Linked DNA regions of Zea mays: region 1 is linked to region 2. Evidence: chromatin contacts called from public Hi-C data. All regions are on one chromosome and are shown on one strand. Each heading gives the region's core, a stretch centred on a gene start, on an enhancer-like site or on the middle of the called end of the contact. The rest is flanking DNA. Distances are from core to core; before and after follow the strand shown.

Region 1 (6,967 bases), core at 2,201-4,700, 140 kb after region 2:
TGTCCCAATAAAAGAGCAGACTACGCCGAAGGCTCTTTGGCATTCCTCGGATGCTTCATCCATTTTAACCTTCGGCCTTCGAAGTCCGAAGCGTTGCCAGATGGGGCGCATAATGATACTCTTGACATCTTCTTGCGCTGTTAGGTCATTCTTTACATAGAACCATTCAGTCATCCAGGCTCCGGGCCATCTCTTCCGAAAGGTCGGCACAGGGCAGCTTGACCCGGAGCGGGCAACGAAGCTGTAGCACCCAAAGTTGTTGTGATATTGTTCTTTCCCCCAGGGTTTCGTCTCATATAACAACTCATGAATGTTGCAAAAGCTTTTGGCATTTGGTTCTAAACCTTGGCTTCTCGCAGCCCAGACAAACATCCCCATTCTTATGATAGCTTCGGGAGTAATTTGATGAAGGTAGATTTGAAATGTTTTCAGAACTTCAACAACAAAGTTGCTTAGGGGGAATCGAAGCCCAGCCTTGAGAAAGCTTCGGAAGATTACGACTTCATCTTCTTCGGGGGTAGGAGAAGTTTTTTCTCCAGCATCAGCTCTCACAATAGATATATCTCGAAAATACCGCCCCCTCATATTATCAATATGACTCTGCTTAATGGTGGTTTTTCCGAAAACCGCGTGACTTGGCCGCCATGGCCGATCTTCGGACTCTTCCCCACCACTTTCTACATCGTAACTGTCGCTGTCACCAGTATCTTCAGACAAGCCTTCCAGGATCTCCTTGGTGATTTTTTCCGTATTGGTCTCCGCCATCGCTATAAGGAACCCCAGGTTCTTCTCTTCAGAGAGACTCAGCTTCATCTCGGGACCGGCCTTTTTGTCTTCAGACATCTTCGGAAATGCTAACAACTGTTTTCAATGCCGAAGCTTCAAAACTAAAAGCTCAGTAAATTTTTGCGCGCAAGAGCTAAAATTGAGTAAGCGGGGGCAGATGGCAAGTGTGCGTACCAAAATGAGTTTGCGGTATGATCTTATTTATACGCCCAGTGCGTTGAAAATTGAAGGACCCGCTTGTCAGTGAATGTTGCTATTCTAGCAAAGGGAAGGTGTTTTTTCGGACCTTCGGCTTAAGGCCTTCGTCCATATCGCAATCTAAATTTATCACTAACAAATTAATATTGCGAGGGGCTACTGTTGGGGGTCTTCGTCCTCCGAAGGTCCTCAAAAACATGATTTGACAATATTTTCCAAGTGAAATGTATGAACAGGTATCTTCGTACTCAGATTATGAACATGAAGTACGATCAGGACGAAGCTTAAGTTAGACGAAGGAGGATTGAGATGAAGGACGGGCTGATCACCAAGCTGTACGAAGGATGGTGTATAGCCGAAGCTATGCGCAGGGGAGCTTCGGCATGATGGCAGAAAGGGGAACCGACTTAAAGATGAAAAGACTACTTAGGCCTTGACGGATCCCCATAAGTCATTAGCAAATGTAGTGGACATGAATGTAATTTTACATGGGCTGCGTCCCACGTCTATAAATAGATGAACAGTACTCCCGTACTGTTCACGCTGACTTGGCATTTACTTTTGCGTCATACTTGTATTTTCATCTCCTTCCAAGCCGAAGGTACATTTGTAATTCGATATTGTTTCTATTTTTCTATGATGATATGATAAAGTTAAATTGATGATGTTATATGATTATTCATGCTATCTTTTATGTTTCATATGTTTCGTCCTTCATGTATGCTATGATGATGAAGGTTCATCCTTCATAACCTTCGTCCGAAGATCGTTATATCCTAAGGGAAATAATGCTTCAAAGGACGAAGGACTTTATCGTTTAACATTCTCTGTGTTGTCTTGTTCTTAACTCATAGCATTTGAGAACAAGTCTCCAACATAGAGTGATTCTACCCTAGAGCGTGTGTCATCTGAACCCCCTGGTCTACACGACTAGAATTTGGATTTAGCATGCTCAACCTTTGAAATGTTACTCTGCTCATCCCTTTTATAGTGTAAGGGAGGAGAGAGGTTACATCAACCTTGGATTCCACCAGCTAAGACCTAATTGTCTCATTAAAATGTTTGCATATATAGAAGCAATGAGCATTTGTGACTAAATGCCTCGATTGGGGCACATGGCTAGCTCAACACAGTCATAGTTAGTCATTGATAGCTCACGAGAGATAGGTATATATATATCCTTGCAAGACACGTCTAAATATAAATCTTTATGATGACCCTATTTTCACTACTACTCGTGCCACATGTCTTGCATCTACCAAAATAGATAATTCTAAGAGAACAAGTCTCTTTGCCTTATAGAATAAACTAAGCATTTTAAATTAATGTGAACATATAACCTATATTAACAAACAAACTAAAACTAAAACTAAATCTAAAACTAAATATTATTACTAACAAACTAAAACCTAAAAACCAAAGATACTAACCAAGATTAACCTAAACATAAATATGCCAACTTTCCAACTAAATAACTAATCTAAATATAGAGCACATATACAACTACATTCAACCAAAGTTTTTATCGTGTTTGACCTACCTAAAATCCCTAACATCTCTATCAAAATATATTTTCCCTTTAAACCCTAGCAATCAATGACAGGTCAGTCGCACCATACGGTATGGTATAGTATAGCGCCTGGTTAGTTTTGAAAAATAATTTTTAAATAATTAGAAATGTTTTTTTAAAAAAACTCTTTTAGAATTGGAACCGGGGCCAAGAACATACATATGGTGCGCAGCGCAGCGTTGCATGTTACGGCCACGAACCACGATCATCAACACCATGCTCCCAAAGACCTACCAGGTCTCGCGCCTCCAGCCTACCCATCATTCCCTCATCTGCAGCCAGCCATCCTTGCGACGCCACGTGGTGAAACCATATCTATATTCATGAAACCTCAACCAAGCTTTCCCTCGAGCGTCCTTGGCCATCACTAGTCAGGCATCAGCTAATCAGCAATGGGATAAAAAAAAGCACAAGTGAGGTCCAGGCCAAAAAATACAGACAAGTACGGAAATCTCAAATACGTACTTCCACTGTACGCCGCATTTAACTCGCTATATGAAACCTCGCCATGGCATGTTAGAAGCATCAACAGGAAGAATGGTCGTGAAAATCTTAAAGCTTTCTCACAAGAAAAATTTAGTGTCCAGAGGAGGATTGGAGGAATACTGACAAAATACGCTTGCTGCGTATGAATGAAAGGAGGAATTCAATACTGACAAGATACAATCTATATGCGAATGAATGAAAGGAAGAACTCAATACTGACAAAATACACTCGCTGCTAATGAATGAAAGGAAGAACTCAATACTGACAAAATACATTCGCGGAGTTGCGGTGAATGAATGAAAGGAGAAACTCAATACTGACAAAATACACTCGCTGCAAATGAATGGAGAACTCATTTTCAGCTCACTACAAGCTGCCCTTGATATTATCAGAAGAAAAAAAAGAATGTGAAAAATAGGGACACCACATCATTGCCATCCGCATTTCGTCCTCATGTTCTTGTTATCTTGTAGCTCCACATCCACCATCCCACTCTCCCTATTCTTCTTCTCTTCAAGTGCCACTCCCATCCACCACAAGGCTTGGCTTGGTGGGAAGAAGACAAACGCCGGCACGCGCACGCAGACACGATGGCGATCTGCAGCGCGCACACTACCACCTCCCTGCGCTCCCCATGCACGACCGTCTCGAACGCAGGTCTGAGGCAGAAGCAAGTCATCTTCGTCACCAGCAACAGGAGGAGCGGCGGCGGCAGGAGGCACGGAGGGGCAAGGAGCTTCCAGGTCTCGTGCTCCGTCGACAAGCCGGTGGTGATTGGCCTGGCGGCAGACTCAGGGTGCGGCAAGAGCACCTTCATGCGCCGGCTCACCAGCGTCTTCGGTGGCGCCGCGGAGCCGCCCAAGGGCGGGAACCCGGACTCCAACACGCTCATCAGTGACACCACGACAGTGATATGCCTCGACGACTACCATTCCCTGGACAGGAACGGCAGGAAGGAGAAAGGTGTGACCGCCCTCGACCCTAGGGCCAACAACTTTGATCTCATGTATGAGCAGGTGAAGGCGATCAAGGAAGGCCAGGCAGTCGAGAAGCCCATCTACAACCATGTCACTGGCCTCCTCGACCCTCCGGAGCTTATCGCGCCACCAAAGATTTTCGTCATTGAAGGTCTGCACCCAATGTAAGCTCACGCTCTGTGTGCCCTTGTTCCACTCACTACGCTACTGCATATATACCCCGGTCAATTCTTCCACACTTGGCTCTATTTGATTAGTTGTCAGGTACATGGCGACAATAAGCTTTCCCGGCATAAACTCTAACAAGTGGAAGTAACAAGATTTTGTTTTCTTACACCAGGTTCGATGAGCGAGTGAGGGACCTCTTAGATTTCAGTATCTACTTGGACATCAGTGATGAAGTTAAGTTTGCATGGAAAATCCAGGTCAGCTGAGCAGAAACACTTTTATGTTTGTTGTTCCACATGAGCCAGTGAAGAAGGGGATCTTTCTGCTGTTTTCTAGTATAGTATCCTCTAAAATACTACCGGTGCTTTGGCAGCGGGACATGGCAGAGCGTGGGCACAGCCTTGAAAGCATCAAGGCCAGTATCGAGGCCAGGAAACCAGATTTTGATGCCTTTATTGGTACGGCATTCTTCCAACTATATATGTTATAATCAGTATAAAACCGCTTCTCAATAAACCTAGGATATACAGCAAAATGCGACATCAATCAATCAAATATCTAGTCAAGAAATGGAGACATGTTAGAGCTTACTACTTGCTACTTGGTGTGACAGATCCGCAGAAGCAGTATGCTGATGCTGTGATTGAAGTTCTGCCGACCCAGTTGATTCCCGACGACAACGAAGGAAAGGTGCTGCGTGTTAAGCTCATCATGAAAGAAGGGGTGAAGAACTTCAACCCGGTTTATCTCTTTGACGAAGGATCGACCATCAGCTGGGTGCCTTGTGGAAGAAAGCTCACATGCTCTTACCCTGGCATCAAATTTTCCTATGGCCCGGACACTTACTTCGGAAACGAGGTAATCCATCTGTCTATTTGTCCACTTCAATCCCTCGCGCAAAAGTCCTAGCAAGTAGTCTCAGTTACCTCTTTTTAGACTTGTGAAGAAGAATTTGCTTGGCTGGCCAACTATATGTTTGGATCAGTCTCTACCTGACCCAAAGGCTTTACAGAGTCAGCATTTGCTTGATGTCTTCAGGTATCTGTTCTGGAGATGGATGGGCAATTCGACAGACTAGATGAGCTCATCTACGTGGAGAGCCATCTAAGCAACCTTTCAACCAAGTTCTACGGAGAGGTGACACAACAAATGCTAAAGCATGCAGACTTCCCAGGTAGCAACAACGGGACAGGTCTCTTCCAGACCATCATTGGACTGAAGATTAGAGACCTCTATGAACAGATTGTTGCTGAGAGGGCTGGTGTACCAGCGGAAGCAGCAAAAGTTTAACGATCTATGCATTCAGATGTCCTAAAACTACAGCTCTCCGAACTCAATGGGAGTAACAACCTTCGCATCTGTTGGGATATATGGCGAGCTAGGAGGTATAGAAATGTCATTGCAGAACTCAGGAAAACGTGCAATGGAATTTCTTGAAATCCCTCTTGAAGAGAGTGAGAACTCGATAGATCAAGAATCACCACACGTTGTATTAATCGTATGGTATAATATTTATACATGTACAGGATGAGCTATGCATACTGGCGAGCGTTGGCAGTCTGCGGCGTAGCGTGAGCGGAGTGTGTTAGCCCTTTTCCAAACCTCTAAAATTAATAGTTAGTAGCTAAAATTAGCTAAAAAGTTTAAAACGGATCAGCTAATGAACCAGTTTATTGTTAGCTATACTTCTCATATAGCTATTAGTTGGTAGTTGTTTCAACCCAGCCAACAATTTTTTAGCTCTAGAGGTTTAAAATAGGGCCTTAAACGGGCCGTTGCGGTGAGTGGCTAAGGGGGTGTTTGTGTATTTGTCAATTTAGAGACTACAATAAAATAAAATCTAGAAACTAAAATTAGTCTCAAGAAACCAAATTGTTGTGCATGCTAACACCCCTTAGTCTAGACGACTGAGTAGATGACAACGAGACTGTTGTGGAAGTTATTGAATAGGATCATTGATAGTCCTTTTATGAGGATGCCTGCAAACCATCGTGCACTAGGAATGTGCGGCGCACGCATGTCCTCTAGAGCATCTTTATCCCTAACAAAATGGATGTCCAATACAATATGCTTGCCCCCTCGGTGATGCACATGGTTTTAGGACAAGTAGATGGAAGAAACATTATCACAATATGTGATGGTCGCCTTAGGGACATTGAAGTGAAGTTCACTAAGAAAATTGTGTAGTCAGACATTGGTGATCCCACGATACTCGACCTTCGCACTCGACCTAGAGACTGTTGGTTGTCGCTTCAATAATGGCCGGGGCATGAGAGCATCCCTGAGGAACACACAAAAGCCAGATGTCGAGTGCCTTGTATTAGGGCACCCGACCCAATCGATGTCGCTATAAGTTGTGATCGACGGTAAGGCTGGGGCATGGAGCTTAACACCGAATGTGGTTGTGCCCTTGATGTAGTGCATAACTCGTTTGAGGAAGGAAGAGTGGCAATCGCATGGTGAGTGCATGTGCAGACATAGTTGTTGCACAACATATGCAATATCTAGCGTAGTGATGTTTAGGTATTGTAGCGTGCCAGCCATGCTACAGTACGAGGAATGGTCTTCACAAACATCCTATACATCCTTCTGTGTGTCCATCTGGCATGCAAGAAATATCTGCTGCTTTAGAGTATGTGGGAGAGAAATGGTCTTCACAAACACCGGTCACCAAGGGTAGATGTCATCAACAAGGTAATACTCTTAGTTGCACTCATGACCATTCACCGCGAAGTTCACATTTGAAGCTTCACTTTTGAACATGTTAGTGAACAACAATGA
Region 2 (6,316 bases), core at 1,305-3,804:
GTGGTAGGCGATGGTAACTTTTTTGGTATAAGAGATGAGGGTTGCATGTGGCATGTGATGGAAACTTTGGCGACAGGTCACACACACACCCAGCAAGCTGGCCCCGTTTTGATGCATTATACTGTTTGGTCAGTCTTCTATCTTCTTACTGATGCTCGTCATAAAATAGTCTGATTTACTGACAATAATCGACAGTGAGCCAGTGGCTATAATGGTGTTGGCATTGTTTTGCAGCTCTTGTAGATGTGTCGTACCTACTGATGCTCGTCACAATAAGTTAGAACCTTTAAATAATTTTAGTTAAAAAAACAAATATAAATAGAGTCCGATCCTAATCTAATTTGATCTTTATAAAGTTTATAGTGTAAAATTAAAATCTAGAGTCTATAGTACCGCTCTGCCCGTGAATGAATTGAGCAGTTCCATTCACCCATCTTCGCTGGTGCGCGACAATGTCCTGCGCCGTCGATACCTACAAGTGACATTCTCTCACAGTAAAAATGTTCGTCCGCTGTGCCTCAACTCGAGTCGTCCCACTGTTGGCGATCCGGCATTATCATCTGTCACAACCGCCCGGACCTAACCTGTCGCCACCGTCTCCTGCTCCAGTCGCCAGGCATGTCATGCATGGCATGGCCCACGATCCCGGTGAGGCCGACGGCACCGCAGCTGCGGCTGTCGGCGGTAGCGGCAAATCTACGGGCAAGCGAATTGAGATTTGATAGATAAGTAGCAACCACTGCCTACCCGTAACAAATTTTCCAGTTCATTTTGCACTTGACAACTTGGCGTCACATTCAGAGCTGCATGCTCGCACTCAACAGTGCAAAAGTTACAACACAAAACCAAGTGTTTCAGTTTCAGTAACCATAACTGCCTCCGACAAGTGCGAGACAATTTCCCCAAAACGCTTTCACTCGTATTTATAGATACAATCCAGACAAAAGATCTGTTGCGTAGTTCCAATTCTTTTCAGACATACTGTAAGGTTTGCTGTGCTCAGATCAGCTCGTGGCAAACGCAGTTTAGTTACAATGTGCTGGCGACGCCCAACTCGAGCTCATTCAGCAGAGCCACGGCTCCCGGAGACGTCGCACTCGTCAAGCAGCGCTAGGATGTTGTGCTCGGGCGCGCTTACGGAGGGCAGTATGGCGCGCCTTGGAACTGCAGATCGTGACCTAGCGCTGCTACCGTCAGGCTCCAGCTGCGACCCTTCCTTCACGACCGGCAAGTCTGTTCTCACCCTCGTGCTGACTGAAGACATTTTCTCCTTCCATATCCTCCCGTCCTAGCATCCATCGGACCATCAACCGATCAAACCGATAAGGGAACAAGTAAAGACTGGAATAGCTGATGCTTTACTGCTAAGGAAACGTCGAACTTGAAGCATATACAAGACCAGACTGTCAAGATGAGACCTAGCAGTTAAGTCTGCAGCACAAGAAAGATTTCTAATATGGTCTGCATTTGATACTGAAAACACCACATATCCTCCTATCCTAGCATCATCCATCGATCAGTTTACGCAACAATAAGTTCAAGCATCGAGTAACTAATTCTGTAACACAACACAAGGAAGTTTACTAGAATGGTTTAACATCACATTCTGCAGCACAAGAAAGTTTCCTGATACCGTTTAATACTGAACGATGCAAGAAAAGAAAGTTAATCGCCTTGTCAATAAATTGATATTCTAGAGCCATTTTTCTATAAACCACTGGAACTGAGAGGATGGCTTACGTGCAGTATAGACGGCTCAGGAAGCGGGCATTTCACTGGCTCATCAAGATTGATAGGTTCCACGGGGCGCTCCACTGGCTTGAACTCAACACCAACCTCGATGCCATGGGGGCTCTCCGCAGGAACAGCTGCCGCTGGGTCAGATTCTCCTGTACTTATGTTGGGGGCCAGCGTCTCGACAGCCTCCTGCAGGATGAAAGCAGATTTCCCACAAATTAGGCCAGACTTGATCACAGTAAGGTCATTACTTCTGATGCTTGGCTTTAGCCAATCTACTTTCCCCAATTTTCGAGCCGCAAGACCATCCAAATTCAATCGAATGACAAAAAAAAAAAAGATAACATAAAAGATAACAAAAAAATGGCAACCTACAACTACAACCATGCCGATCAAAGAATCGGAAGAGGAACTAAAAAGGCAAGGTACCGAGTCTCGGAGACAGCAGAATCCACCCATGAACAAATAGGAGGGGGGCAAATGAAACCAGCTCAAATCTGACCCTTGCACGCCTTGTAGAAGCTAAGCTAACCTACTGTTGACCTGATATGCTGGTTATAAACAAGCAGACCCTTTCTTGGAGTTGGGGAAGTAAACTACAGCAGAAACGACACGGAAGTACAAAGTGGGCATAGTAGGGGAAGGAGAAAGAGGGGGAAGAGATAACTCACGGCCACGCTCTTGGAGCGGCGGTGGGCGCCGGCGGAGAACCTGGAGAAGATCCCGACCATCGTCTCTTCGCCCCCCCTGCTCTGGCTCCAAGCTTTCTCGGGGTTGAACGAAGCTGCCCGCTTTTCTTGTCTACACAGCACTGATCGATGTAGGAGTAGCAGTGATTGACCTGTCCGGCTCTCCGAATGGTTTTATTAGATCTCTCTTTTTTCTGCTTTTTTAGTAAGCTGATTATTAATTAGTTGTTGGGGTCGTGCTTCGGTACGCCGAAGGTCTCACACGAAGAAGCAGCTTCGGCTAAAGTCGTTTCTAAGAGATGGCCGAAGGTCCCTTTTCATAGAGTTTCGGCGTTTTAAACCGACATAGAGGCAGAATGACCTTTTTATACATGTATGTCCGAGTCAATGTTGTAAACTTCCGCAAGGGGCATAATTGTAATTCGTCACAGGCTGCGACTTGTGTCTATAAATAGGTGAACAGTACCTCTGTACTGTTCATGCGAACCTGCTTTTTGCCTTCGCATCACATTCGTATTTTTTGCCTTCCGCAAGACCGAAGGTACATTTGTACTTCAAAGTCATTTATATTCATTAATACAAGTAGAGATAATTCTATGATAATATCCACATGTTTATTTCATGATTTATGTGAATGCTTTATTCTTCGTTGTTATGCTTACGAAGGTATGTTCTTTGTAACCTTCGTCCGAGATGCTATATATCCCGAAGGGATATATCGTTATGAAGGACGAAGGACCTTAATACTTAACATTTTCCGTGTTGCCTTGTTCTTAATTCGAAGCATTTGAGAACAAGTCCCCAACATTGGCGCCCACCTCCGGTGAACTCACTTCCACTTCGAGTTTTTTGAACACCTTCGGAAGCTATAGACCCTCGCTATGGCGCCGAAGAAAGCTTCAGCGACTGGGGCTGCAGCACCGCAACCGCTGGACCCCAACCAGCTCAATACTTTGCTAGGAAGCCTCCTCAGACCCTGGAGAAGCTGCTCCAAAAGATGGACGAGTACATTCGTGCTGACAATGACTTTCGCCAAAGAAGGGAGGAGGCCTTCAGATTTTCTGAAATGACCAGGGGCTTCGGAGGAAGATCCTATCCGAGGCATGTCAGGTCCATCCACAACTCTACTCAGAATGATGATAAGGGGAGTCAGCAGAACAGACCGCAGTGCTCCTCACAGGCTTCGGGGCAACAACAAACTTTCTTCCGGCCACCAGCTCCAAGAGGCAGAGGCGCCAGGGGCTTCGGCGGAAGATTCGGAGATCAACCAAGGAAACTGTTTTGCTTGTTCTGTGGAAAAAGCAAGGGCCATACCACCAGGACGTGCCATATTACAATCCAGAAGCAAAAGGAAATAGCCGAAGCTGCATCTCAACAAGCTCAGCCGAAGCAGGTCATGCATACTGCTTCGTATCATCCACCTTACATCCCACAATACATAGACAACCACCCTGCAACTTCTGTAGCTTCGGCAAGTCAACCTCAAGCTTCCTGGCAGCAGCCTCCGCCTCCACCTCCACTGCAACAGGGTCAACAGCCAGAAGGGAGTCAATATGCCCCACACCAAAGGGACTTCAGAGAACAATCCGAAGCTCGCACAGTCAACAGCACTGTGCCAGAGTCGAAGCACATTTATTGACACATATCCTACCTTTGATAGCAGTCTTTTCTATTCAGTTTTATTTTCTGTGAAACAAAGAACATTGTTAGTTTTCATGTAATAATTTCGTTGTTTCCCACGAGGAAAACCCATTTTCTTCACAGGCTTTACCCCATTCAAGTTATTATTCGGAGACGAAGCAATAACCCCGGAAGAAGCCAAAGCTGGATCAATAAGAGTAGTAGCTTCGGCAGAATCAGGTCCCGAAGATGCTTGCCTTGTGGAAAAGGATGCTTTAGAAGGGATCAGGCTTCAGGCCGTGGAGAATATCAATAAATATCAGGCTGAAACAGTTAAATGGCGAGATAGAAAAGTCCGGTTAAAAAATATTGAGCCAGGACACTTGGTGCTTCGGAGAGTGGCTAATCCGGATACAGTGGGCAAATTGCAACTGAAATGGGAAGGGCCTTTCTTAGTAGCATCTTCGTCAGGGCCTGGTTCGTACAGACTGAAGGACATGGATGGCAATGAAATTCCAAGATCTTGGAATGCGGATGAGCTTCGGCGGTTTTATGTATAACTCGATGTAATTTTGACTTTTCTTTTCTTTTTCATGGCACCCTTTTCCTTTCCAAAGGGGGAGAAAGGTTTTTAATGGGGCCATCATATGTAATTTTCTTTTTAGTTTTATAAGAGCAAAATCCCCCAAAAAATGTAAATGTAAAAGCTGAGAGCGCACCATCGAGTGCCGAAACTAAAAAAGAGAAAAAGCTCCGAAGACGTCCCTAAGGGGATGCAGAGCTCACAGCGAAAAGTCAACGCTGATTCCGCCGAAAGTAAAAGGCGAAGAAGCTCCAAAGTCGTTCCCAAGGGAATGCAGAGCTTATACCGTCTAAGTAAAAGACGAAGAAGCTCCAAAGACGTCCCTAAGGGGATGCAGAGCTTACAGCGAAAAGTCAACGCTGATACTGCCTAAGTAAAAGGCAAAGATGTTCCAAAGTCGTTCCTAAGGGAATGCAGAGCTGACGTGTGTTTGCTCCTAAGAAAATGATGAATAACTGTGGCTTCGGACATACGCTTCGGACATTCATTTGCACATTACATCATGGCATTTGCATGCATAAGCATTCATTCATAGCATATGTGTTCCTAAATGGTTGCTTCGGCACAGAGAAAAATTCGGATAAATGGTTTGTTATGATTCGTTATGTAAAAGAAAGGTTTCGAAGAAGTGGTTTTTTATGAATCGTTGTGTAAAAGAATAGTCTCGGCATAGGGGAGAATTGGTTTTTTATGAATCGTTGTGTACAAGAGTAGTAGTCTTTTATGTTTTGTTATGTAAATAAAAGCTTCGGCAGACAAGAGTAGCAGTCTTTTAGGTTTTGTTATGTAAATAAAAGCTTCGGCAGATAAGAGTAGCAGTCTTTTATGTTTTGTTATGTAAATAAAAGCTTCGGCAGATAAGAGTAGCAGTCTTTTATGTTTTGTTATGTAAATAAAAGCTTCGGCAGACAAGAGTAGCAGTCTTTTAGGTTTTGTTATGTAAATAAAAGCTTCGGCAGATAAGAGTAGCAGTCTTTTATGTTTTGTTATGTAAGGAAAGGCTTCGGCAAAAAGAGGAAGCGGCCTTTTATGCTTCGTTGTGTACGAAAAGAAGGGAAGGTGTTTTTTCGCCTTCGGCTCAAAAAACTGATTTCGTCCACATCAAAGCACCTCAATCAAAGGGTAAGAATATATTACAAGGTATGTACAAAGTTCCTTGAAGAACAGTTTAATTCTATTTACAAGAGTTGTTACAAAATTATCCTGAGTTTTTCTAAAGCACACTTCTGCTAGTCTTCATTAAGCTTCAGCTTCGACGACAACTTCGGCGACATATCCTAGGCATCATCTTCACCTTCGTCATCCTACATGAGTCAAGGAATCATAAGAATCAAGCCCAAAGGAAAAGGTAAGCACGAAATGTCATTTCTTACTGGTTCAAGATGACTTCGGGCTTCGTCTCCAGCTTTCTCTCGCCCGCCCTTTGTCCATACCATTTTTATAAATCTATTGGAGATACTTCGGGCGAGGTCGGGCATATCATCCAGGATTGATGAAGATAAGGTGAAGTTGGGCCTGTTGACAACCTTTCCATGTTCGCAGCCGGCCTTCAGAAATGCAGCAGCGGTACCCCGAGAAGCTACCCAGGCACAGAAGTCGCCGTGCCCGGCTATAACTTCGTCAAGCTCTTCGATTTCAGCTTCAATATGATCGAAGGCCTGGGGTAAATTTTCCGCCGAAGGGTTAA

The links. Hi-C and Micro-C count contacts between places; a contact is called where the count stands out from the background.
Region 1: a contact with region 2 is called in a Hi-C map of tassel, with 1.9 times the contacts expected there. The contact joins the promoter of LOC100282845 here to the promoter of LOC100279453 in region 2. A contact is called at or near these places in 2 of 25 Hi-C or Micro-C datasets (ear and tassel).

What each region holds. Positions count from the first base shown.
Region 1 is chr5:207,524,884-207,531,850 of Zm-B73-REFERENCE-NAM-5.0, forward strand. It overlaps LOC100282845 (Phosphoribulokinase), which reads left to right and starts at 3,451. Exons shown (of 5, transcript NM_001155751.1): 1 at 3,451-4,182; 2 at 4,359-4,443; 3 at 4,560-4,644; 4 at 4,800-5,044; 5 at 5,225-5,719. The coding sequence starts at 3,632. The coding sequence ends at 5,476.
Region 2 is chr5:207,382,100-207,388,415 of Zm-B73-REFERENCE-NAM-5.0, forward strand. It overlaps LOC100279453, which reads right to left and starts at 2,555. Exons shown (of 3, transcript NM_001152458.1): 1 at 2,409-2,555; 2 at 1,741-1,926; 3 at 774-1,288. The coding sequence starts at 2,468. The coding sequence ends at 1,061. LOC100501892 (P-loop containing nucleoside triphosphate hydrolase superfamily protein) reads left to right here. Exons shown (of 7, transcript NM_001196531.1): 7 at 1-118.